Regions from separate parts of the Sus scrofa genome. Here regions 2 and 3 are each linked to region 1. Evidence: chromatin contacts called from public Hi-C and promoter capture Hi-C data. All regions are on one chromosome and are shown on one strand. Each heading gives the region's core, a stretch centred on a gene start, on an enhancer-like site or on the middle of the called end of the contact. The rest is flanking DNA. Distances are from core to core; before and after follow the strand shown. Region 1 holds the start of CSE1L (chromosome segregation 1 like). Region 2 holds the start of ZNFX1 (NFX1-type zinc finger-containing protein 1). Region 3 holds the start of DDX27 (probable ATP-dependent RNA helicase DDX27).

Region 1 (2,736 bases), core at 95-2,594:
TTTAAGCCCCAGCCTAGCCCAGTTCTGCCTCAGTCTTTGCTATTGGCATCCCCTCCTTCTAGAATGCTCTGCAGGCTGATCCACAGCTTGTTTCCTTGTTGAAATTCAGGTCAATTGTCATTTGTTCAGAGGTCTCCTCTGGCTATCCCATTGCCCTTCCATGTCACCGCCTCCCATATCAATCTGTTTTTAAATCCTCCTTTCAGAGCACTAATCAAATTTGAAATGATCTTTGTTTTTTGGCCGTGCTTGGGGCATGCAGAAGTTCCCGAGCCACAGTAGTGGCCCTTAACCGCTAAGCAACCAGGGAACTCCAGAATTATCTTACTTGCTGATTCCATTTCTCCCTCTAAAACATAAGCTCTATGAGGGGGCAGAAAGTTCTCTTTCTGTCTAAGACGCTTTGAATATGACCTTGGGCAATTTGTTCAACAATTATATGAGACCTACTGATAGGGATGGAGTAGGTACAGGTAGTTGTAGAAGTCCGGATAAAGGACCATAGTTAAAGAGGGAAACTTAGGGTACATTGGGAGATAAGTGTAAGTTAATAACTGACCAAGAAAGCCATCAGCACAAGGCAGGCTTGCTTGATTAGTGGAGGCGTGAGAATTGCCTCAGGTCGTTGGATGAGGGATGGGTTTAGGCCTGCATTCAGATTCAGACCAAGAGCAGGAGTTTGAGGACCACCCTTCTGCTGATTTGAATACACACCTTACTGGATACTAAGGAGGGGCTACTACTCCCAGACAGGAAGACGTGGGCTTTTCCAACCTCCACTCCCCTTGGATGATAAAACTATAGTCCACCGGATCCTCAGGGGCAGAGGTTCCGTGCCTGCCCGCTTGCACCTCTCACAAGCTTCCTGTCTTAATAAATCTACTTCTTGCCTGTCACTTTGTCTCTCCCTGAATTTCTTCTGCGAGGAGGTATGAAGAACCTCAGTAAGTACAGACACAGGGTGAGTGATTCTAATTTAAAACTGTGGGTTTTAAGTCCCAATCTGGGTTTAGGCTGGGTTTGAGTCCTGACACTTGGGTTCAAGTCCCAGTTCGTTCTGGCTAGGTTCAGGCCGTTAGTACTGTCAGTTTCACTGCTAGGTGCCTGATATCAAAAATGGTCACTCGCAGAATCTGCTCAGTTCCGAATGGGGATTGTGATGCCCCTTAGAGCGGTCAGAGCCAAAGAGCATTGTCCACTATGACGTCAGCAAACCCAGAGCGGGGCAGAGATTGGCCTTTCCAGCCTGGGTGGGGCCGGGAGCGCTTGGCCCCGCCCCCTGCCTCGGCCCTGCTCACGCATGCGCCCCGGCCGCAGCCTCGCTGCCGCGCCATTTTGCCGGGGTTTGAATGTGAGGTGGAGCGGCAGTAGGAGTGGGTAGTGCTGGCTGCCGTCCGCGGCTGAGATTCCCTTCTCCGTTCCCGTATCCCCACGAGGTAAGGCGCGGGCGTGCACGGCCTGGCACGGTGGCCTCTTGGGAACCGGCTGAGGGAGGAATGAGGTGCTCCCAGCACTTCCGAACGCTGGGTAGTAAGGACCGCACCTCCTGGAGAGAGCAGGATATAGGCCTCTGTCCCGGGCGGCACCCTCGGGTAAGGTTTTTGCATCTGCCGAACGGTCTCCCATCCCCTCGTGGCGTTCCAGGTCTGAGGCCCAGGCTCGGCGGTACCCGGGCCTGCGAGGGGCCAGGGCAACCCAGGCGCGACCTACCGCGAGCGTATCCAGTGCCCGCCCCTTCCCCTCCAGCGCTGCGCTGATTGGCCACGCCGCTCGGGAAGTCCGCCTCTCATTGGTTGCGCCTGCGTGTCCATTCTCAGCGCTCCCGGCCACCCCGCAACGTGAGCGGAGTGCGGCGGCAAGGCCTGTGCGGCTGCTGGGCTGGAGTGCTGGCCTCCGCCCTGACCGCCTCTTCCTCTGTTCTCACTTTCTGATTAAGGAGGCGGTGGAGCTCCACCTCCCTGTGCCTCAGTCTCCATGACTGTAAAATAGGCATCGTGATCTCACTTTGCTGAGTTGCTCGTGAGGATTAGATTGTAGTGGGTGCACCGGGGTTCTGAGCACCTGCCCTGTAACGTGGGGTCCGCCTCTTGAGGAAAAGCGATCGTGTGGTAGTTCGGAGCGTGGAATTCAGCTTTGGAATGAGAAAGCCTGGGTTCGTTCCAGATTTAGCTTCACCCCAGGAATGTAACTTAGAGCCAGTCACTTCATCTCTCCAAGTCTCCACTTTATCTACAAAGTGGGGTTGAAAACATCCACCTCGTAAAGTGACTGCGAGGATCCACTGAGTATTACCGCAGTTTACAAAGTCCCGTCTGAAGTGCCGTTTCGTTGTCCGCCTCTTCCACCCATCTCTTCTGAAGTAGTATTCACTGAAGCAGTACTGCTGACCTTTGTTTTTTTTAAATGTTGCAAGCTCATGTCCTCCGTAAAGCGTTTGGACGTGCCTTTTGTTTGTTCGAAAAGTACCAACATCAGGTCTTTGCAAGGCTGCTTCCCTGTCCTTCATATTTCCCTCACCTTAGGCCTTCTTTGACCAACCTCTCAAAGGGTCTCTTTCCTTCAGCTCTTTTATCACATCATCCTAGTTTTACTTCGTAAATCACTTACGTAGAATCACTTAAAATTTACTTGTTTATTGCCTTTCTCAACTGCTAGGGTGTAAAAAAGCAAGGACCTGGCCTGTCTTGTTACTGCTGTACCCAGGTGGTCGGTGCTTGCCACATAGTAGATGTACAG
Region 2 (2,736 bases), core at 71-2,570, 210 kb after region 1:
GATGAAGAAAATCAGTGATGGTCAGGCTGGCAGAGGAGTTAAATTAGAGAGGAATGTTAATCACCAGGGTGAGATGAAAGAGGTTAGAGCTGGGTTTCAGGGGGAAGTCTCCAGGGTCCTGAGAGAGTCTAAGAAAAAATGGAGGAGTCTCTGGCACCCAGGAGCCCAGTAGGTCCTGATAATGATATTTTAGGGTCAAGGGAGAGCCAGGGCTGTGTGGGGACATGAAGAAGGTGCCAAGGCAAGGCTGAAGAGGAGAGCGGCAGAGAGGTGGGGGAGAGTGGAGGAGATCTGGGGGCCTCAAGAAAAGTGTGGGGCTGAACTCAACTAGGGGTTGCTTGCTGAAGTGAGGGGGGACCTGGAAATAGGGATGGGAGCGGAGGGTGCTTCTAGAAGATGGGGGATGAGGGATGAATGAGGCGACGGGAGGATGAAGGAAGACGAAGAGGGTGCTGTGACAAAAAGTGAGAGCCGAGATGGGGGGAACAGAAAAACTAGATGAAGAGAGCGGAGGAGGGCTCTGGGGGCAGAGGAGGTGAAGGGGGCGCTGCGGGGGTACCAGGGGTGCCGAGGCGGGACAGAGACGGGTGATGGAGGCGATGGGCAATGAGGAGGGGATGGGGTGCTGAGGGGCGCTGAGGACAGGGGACAGGTACTCAAGTGGATAGAGGGGACGCTGAGAAGTGATGAGGGCTGAGAGGGGGTGACGGGTGCCGAAGAGGGTGATGGGGACGCGGGGGCTGAGGCGGCGGCGGGAGCGCTGAGGCGGGCGCCAGGGCAAAAGTGGCGACAGTGGCAGGGTGGCGCGGCCGCCGGGGACCCGGAGCAAGTGTGGGGCCAGGGCTCGGGGCAGGGGTCACTCACCCAGCTCCGATACGTCCGCACTCCACCACTGCCGCCGCGGACTGGCGCTCGGACTCGGGCCCTGGATGGTCCGCGGCCCCGCCCGGAGCCTCGCACTTTCGGTTTCCTTTCTCCCCAGACACTCGGCGGAGCTGGGGGCCGGCCCGGAGGAGGAACACGAGAAGGAGGGGCCCTGGCCCTGGCCCAGCCGGCGCCCCCGCCCTCAGGCGGGGCAGGGGCAGGCAGACGCTCGGGCGTCGCCTCAGCTCCCCCAGGCGGCGGGGCCCGTGGGCTCCGCCGGGAGCCGCTGAGGGGAGGGGACTGCAGGAGGCGGGTTAACAGCAACCAAGGCCGTCGCAAGCCTCAACGGTCCCAGAAGGAGGGGGGAGCCGGCGGACGGCTTGTTGCGTGTGAAGCGCGACATGGCGGCGAGGCCGACCAGCCCGAGTGGCCTCGTGTATGCAGAGAAGGGGCGGGGCTAGAGCGGTCTCGACCTCCAGTAGACTTGCCTCCGGCAGGGCCGCGCGGAGACTACATTTCCCAGAGGGTGCTGCGCGTCGCGGAAAGGAGGGGGAGGAAGCACTTTGACTCCAGTGCGCAGGCGTGAGAGTCTCCTCAGGCTATTTAAGCGAGGCTCGAGTGTTTCGCGTTCTTTCGCTTCTGCGGCGCTCGTCGGAACCTTTGTCTCTCTGTTCCTCTTCTGATGGCGTTCTACCCTGGGAACGTGGGTGTGCTACTCCATGTGGTGAGTGAGATAAAGGTATCTTTGTCTTTGTGTGGTTGCTTTTGCCGTCCTCTTCTTGGGTCCCCCTTGTTTTGATATAGGTCATAGGCCCACTAAGGGAGATAAATTAAAGCTGGAGAAACTCGCTCCATGTGCTCGGGCCTGTGGGTGGAGCCCGTGGCTGGTGTAAATGATGACTTTACTTTTTTCCCCATCAGATCGACAATGCTGATGTTTTTGAGTACTTGCCAGTTAATTCTGATACACTAGCCACAAAAGGCCCTGCCACGTTCTTTTTTTCCTAACTCTGGAAAGATGGCGATTGATGACCTTGCTTTGTTCGCAGGTTTGCATGATCAGAGACTGCAGGATGGATCTCGGAGAAGACGACTCCTGCTGGGCCTCTAAGGCAACCATGTATAGACATCCACAATCTTCAGTCTCCTGATCTCTGGGGTAAGCGTTTGTATTTTGGCCCGTTGTAGGAAATGCGTGTTTTAAAGAACTTTAGTTTGATAGATGACCTTGGAGAGAAAAAGGGAAGTTAAGGACAGCAAATAAGCACAAAGGTGGAGGTTACCTACGTGGGGTCCAGAAGGATGTGGTTTTGTCCTATTGGCCTTACCCAGTTACCTATGTCATCAGTCCTCGCCATGGTTTTTTTGCCCTTTTCTTCCTGCAAGATTAAGTCACCATTCCTCACATCCCTTTGCTATCAGTTGAGGAGTGGGTTAAAGATTCATGTCCAGGAGTTCCCGTCGTGGCGCAGTGGTTAACGAATCCGACTAGGAACCATGAGGTTGCGGGTTCGGTCCCTGCCCTTGCTCAGTGGGTTAATGATCTGGCGTTGCCGTGAGCTGTGGTGTAGGTTGCAGACACGGCTCGGATCCCGCGTTGCTGTGGCTCTGGCGTAGGCCGGTGGCTACAGCTCCGATTCAACCCCTAGCCTGGGAACCTCCATATGCCGCGGGAGCGGCCCAAGAAATAGCAACAACAACAACAGACAAAAAGACAAAAGACAAAAAAAAAAAAAGATTCATGTCCAGCTAGGCGTAGGTATACTCCCTATAGTAGACAAGGCCTTTGGGGATGTTAATCCCTGGAGCCCTTTAGCCAAATATTAATCAGTAGCCACGTCAAAGAATGCGTTGAAGCCCATGTTCTGCACT
Region 3 (2,736 bases), core at 75-2,574, 160 kb after region 1:
GTGTTTATTGACGGATGAATGGATAAACAAAATGTGGTATATCCATGCAACAGAACATTAATCAGCCATAATGAATTTCTGACACATACAACATGGATGAACTTTGAAAACACTATGCTAAGTATAAGCCAGACACAAAAGGACATATACTGTAAAATTCAGCTGACATGAAATATCTAGAACAGGCAAATCCATAGAGACGGAAAGTAAGTTAGGGGTTACCAAGGAATGGGGAGAAAGAAGAATGGGGAGTTATTGCTTAATAGTTAACAGGGTTTCTGCTTGCACTCATGAAAAAGTTTTGGAAACATACAGCAGTGATGGTTGCGCAACATTGTGAATGTAGTTAATGACAATGAACTGCATGCTTAAAAATAGTTAAAATGGCACACACACACACAAAATCAACTTAATCTACTTGTGTGGCACAAACTGCAACTCAGTTGCAAAAAGGAAGTACTGACATGGAAGGAGCTAACAGCTATGAAGGAAGATGGGTAGACCAGGAAGACTTCATGTAGGAGGTGGTGTTTAGGGAACTTTAAGAATCTGTTTTTCCACAAGGAGAAAAGAGAGGAAAAGTTCCTGATAAGCTGTGAGACCTACTTTCCTAAGGACTCTGGAGCCATGGTCTCAGTTATCATCTTGGCTCTGTAATTAACTGGCTCTGGGACCTTGGGAACCTTTCTGTGCCTCACTTTCTTCATCTATAAAATGATGAGAGTACTGATACTTTCTGCTAGGACTGCGTGAGAATTAAATCAGTTAATATATCGGGAGTTCCCTGGTGGTACAGCAGTCAGGACTCAGAGCTTCACTGCTACTGGTCTGCGAACTGAGATCCCACATCAAGCCGCTGCACGCTGCAGCCAACAACAAAAGCATTTTGCAACACCTGGCGCAGAGTAAATGTTATATAAGCATTAGTTATTTTTACTTTTGTCTTTTTTTGTTCTTATGAAAATAAATGTTCATTGTGGAAAAATCTAAGACAAAAATAAAAATAACATAATTACCACTCAGAGACAACCTCTACCAAACATTTATTGTATTTTCTTCCACAATTTTATGGGCATAAATATACGGAGCTTATCCACGCACCTCTTTAAACTTTCTTCTCCGCACCACCTGCACTCTTCCGACTGTCCCAGCGTTTTGGGAGCGCCAAAATAATGGAATTTGTATAAAAACAACCCCGCCCCTTGATTTCGTCACACGAAACAACGCCGCAGGTTGCCGCAGGCGCACTGCAAGCCTTCAGGAAAGCAGGCGCTGCGGGGACGGCCTCCAAACGGAAGTGACGTAAGGACACGCGCGGTGACGATGCGGAAGTCGCGGAAATTTGAGAGCCAGACAACGCGCCGGGCCGGCTTCCGGAAGTGGCTGTTTCGGCAACATGCTTGCGGAGCTGGGTTTAATCGGGACGATAGGCGAAGATGACGAGGTGCCAGTGGAGCCAGAGACGGACTCCGAAGACGAGGAGGAGGAGGTATGAGCCGATCGAGGTGGGAGGGCGGTGGCGTGCATTCGGTGTCCTTGACTGCTTCCCTTCCCTGTGATGCCTCAAGTCACTGCCCCCGAGTCCTCAGCATCTCCTGCCAAGCCGGCAGGTGTCCCTTGGTCTCACCTGAATCCCCAGATTTTCCTGTTTGCTTGCTACTAGCTCTTCCTCGCCTCTAAGCTTGTGCCCCTGCCATTCCGTGTGCCTTGTTAAACTCAGTAGCCATTCACTGAATAATCCAGACACTGTATGTCATTGGAATGAAGCTTATTAATTGTGCTGTCCAAATTTGCTACGTGCTTATTCATTTTTTGTCTGCTTGATCTATCCGTTGCTGAGCTGTGTTAAAATCTCCCATGAAAATGGTAGCTTCATCTGTTTCTTGTCACCTGTCAGTTTCTGCCTTGTATATTTCTGTTCCCTTATTGGGTACCCGCCTTTCCTTCTTTTTCTAGTGTTCTTTGTTCTTGGTCCCATAGTCATCCTGCTTTTCCCTCTTCCCAGGGGCCCATTGTGCTGGGTAGAAAGCAGAAAGCCTTGCAGAAGAATCGCAGTGCTGATTTCAACCCCGACTTTGTTTTCACTGAGAAGGAGGGGATGTATGATGGCAGCTGGGCCATGGCTGATGTCATGAGCCAGCTCAAGAAGAAGGTGAGACTTGAGTTCCCACTGTGGTGCATGGGTTAATGATCTGGCTTGTCTCTGGCGGTGCTGGTGATCCCTGCCTGGTGCAGTGGTTAATGGATCTGGCCTTGCTGCACGTGAGGCATACATACATAGGTCGCTGCCATAGCTGTAGCTCGGATTCAGTCCCTGGCCTGGGAATTTCCATATGTTGAGGGTGAAGCCATAAAAAGAAAAACAAGAAGTGATAGGCAGTTCTAGGCCATGGGCTGTTAAGGTTGGACAGTGGGTTTCAGAGTCCATTGGTTTAAGAATATTCAATATAACTCATAAATCGCTTGACTTAGGAGTTCCCATCGTGGCGCAGTGAATACAAATCCGACTAGGAACCATGAGGTTGCGGGTTCAATCCCTGGCCTTTCTCAGTGGGTTGACGACCCGGCATTGCTGTGAGCTGTGGTGTAGGTCGCAGATGCGGCTTGGATCTGGCATTGCTGTGGCTCTGGCATAGGCCAGCAGCTACAGCTCTGATTAGACCCCCAGCCTGTGAACCTCCATATGCCATGGGTGAGGCCCTAAGAAACAAAAAGACAAAAATAAATAAATTGCTC

Evidence for each region. Promoter capture Hi-C pulls out the DNA fragments that hold promoters and counts their contacts. Hi-C and Micro-C count contacts between places; a contact is called where the count stands out from the background.
Region 2: a contact with region 1 is called in a promoter capture Hi-C map of fetal liver, with 4 times the contacts expected there. The contact joins the promoter of ZNFX1 here to the promoter of CSE1L in region 1. A contact is called at or near these places in 2 of 5 promoter capture datasets (fetal liver and liver) and 1 of 2 datasets of contacts at active chromatin or transcription factors (alveolar macrophages).
Region 3: a contact with region 1 is called in a Hi-C map of epiblast stem cells, with 2.3 times the contacts expected there. The contact joins the promoter of DDX27 here to the promoter of CSE1L in region 1. A contact is called at or near these places in 1 of 5 promoter capture datasets (liver), 1 of 47 Hi-C or Micro-C datasets (epiblast stem cells) and 1 of 2 datasets of contacts at active chromatin or transcription factors (alveolar macrophages).

Annotation. Positions count from the first base shown.
Region 1 is chr17:50,743,612-50,746,347 of Sscrofa11.1, forward strand. CSE1L (chromosome segregation 1 like) reads left to right here and starts at 1,345. Exons shown (of 25, transcript NM_001243215.1): 1 at 1,345-1,436.
Region 2 is chr17:50,957,402-50,960,137 of Sscrofa11.1, forward strand. It overlaps ZNFX1 (NFX1-type zinc finger-containing protein 1), which reads right to left and starts at 1,321. Exons shown (of 14, transcript XM_021077518.1): 1 at 865-1,321. It overlaps LOC100627868 (a long non-coding RNA gene), which reads left to right and starts at 1,440. Exons shown (of 5, transcript XR_300503.3): 1 at 1,440-1,588; 2 at 1,914-2,023. It overlaps LOC106506050 (a long non-coding RNA gene), which reads right to left. Exons shown (of 3, transcript XR_002339902.1): 3 at 2,000-2,091.
Region 3 is chr17:50,901,923-50,904,658 of Sscrofa11.1, forward strand. DDX27 (probable ATP-dependent RNA helicase DDX27) reads left to right here and starts at 1,325. Exons shown (of 21, transcript XM_021077494.1): 1 at 1,325-1,489; 2 at 2,006-2,152. The coding sequence starts at 1,397. STAU1 (double-stranded RNA-binding protein Staufen homolog 1) reads right to left here and starts at 1,233. Exons shown (of 13, transcript XR_002339895.1): 1 at 1,102-1,233.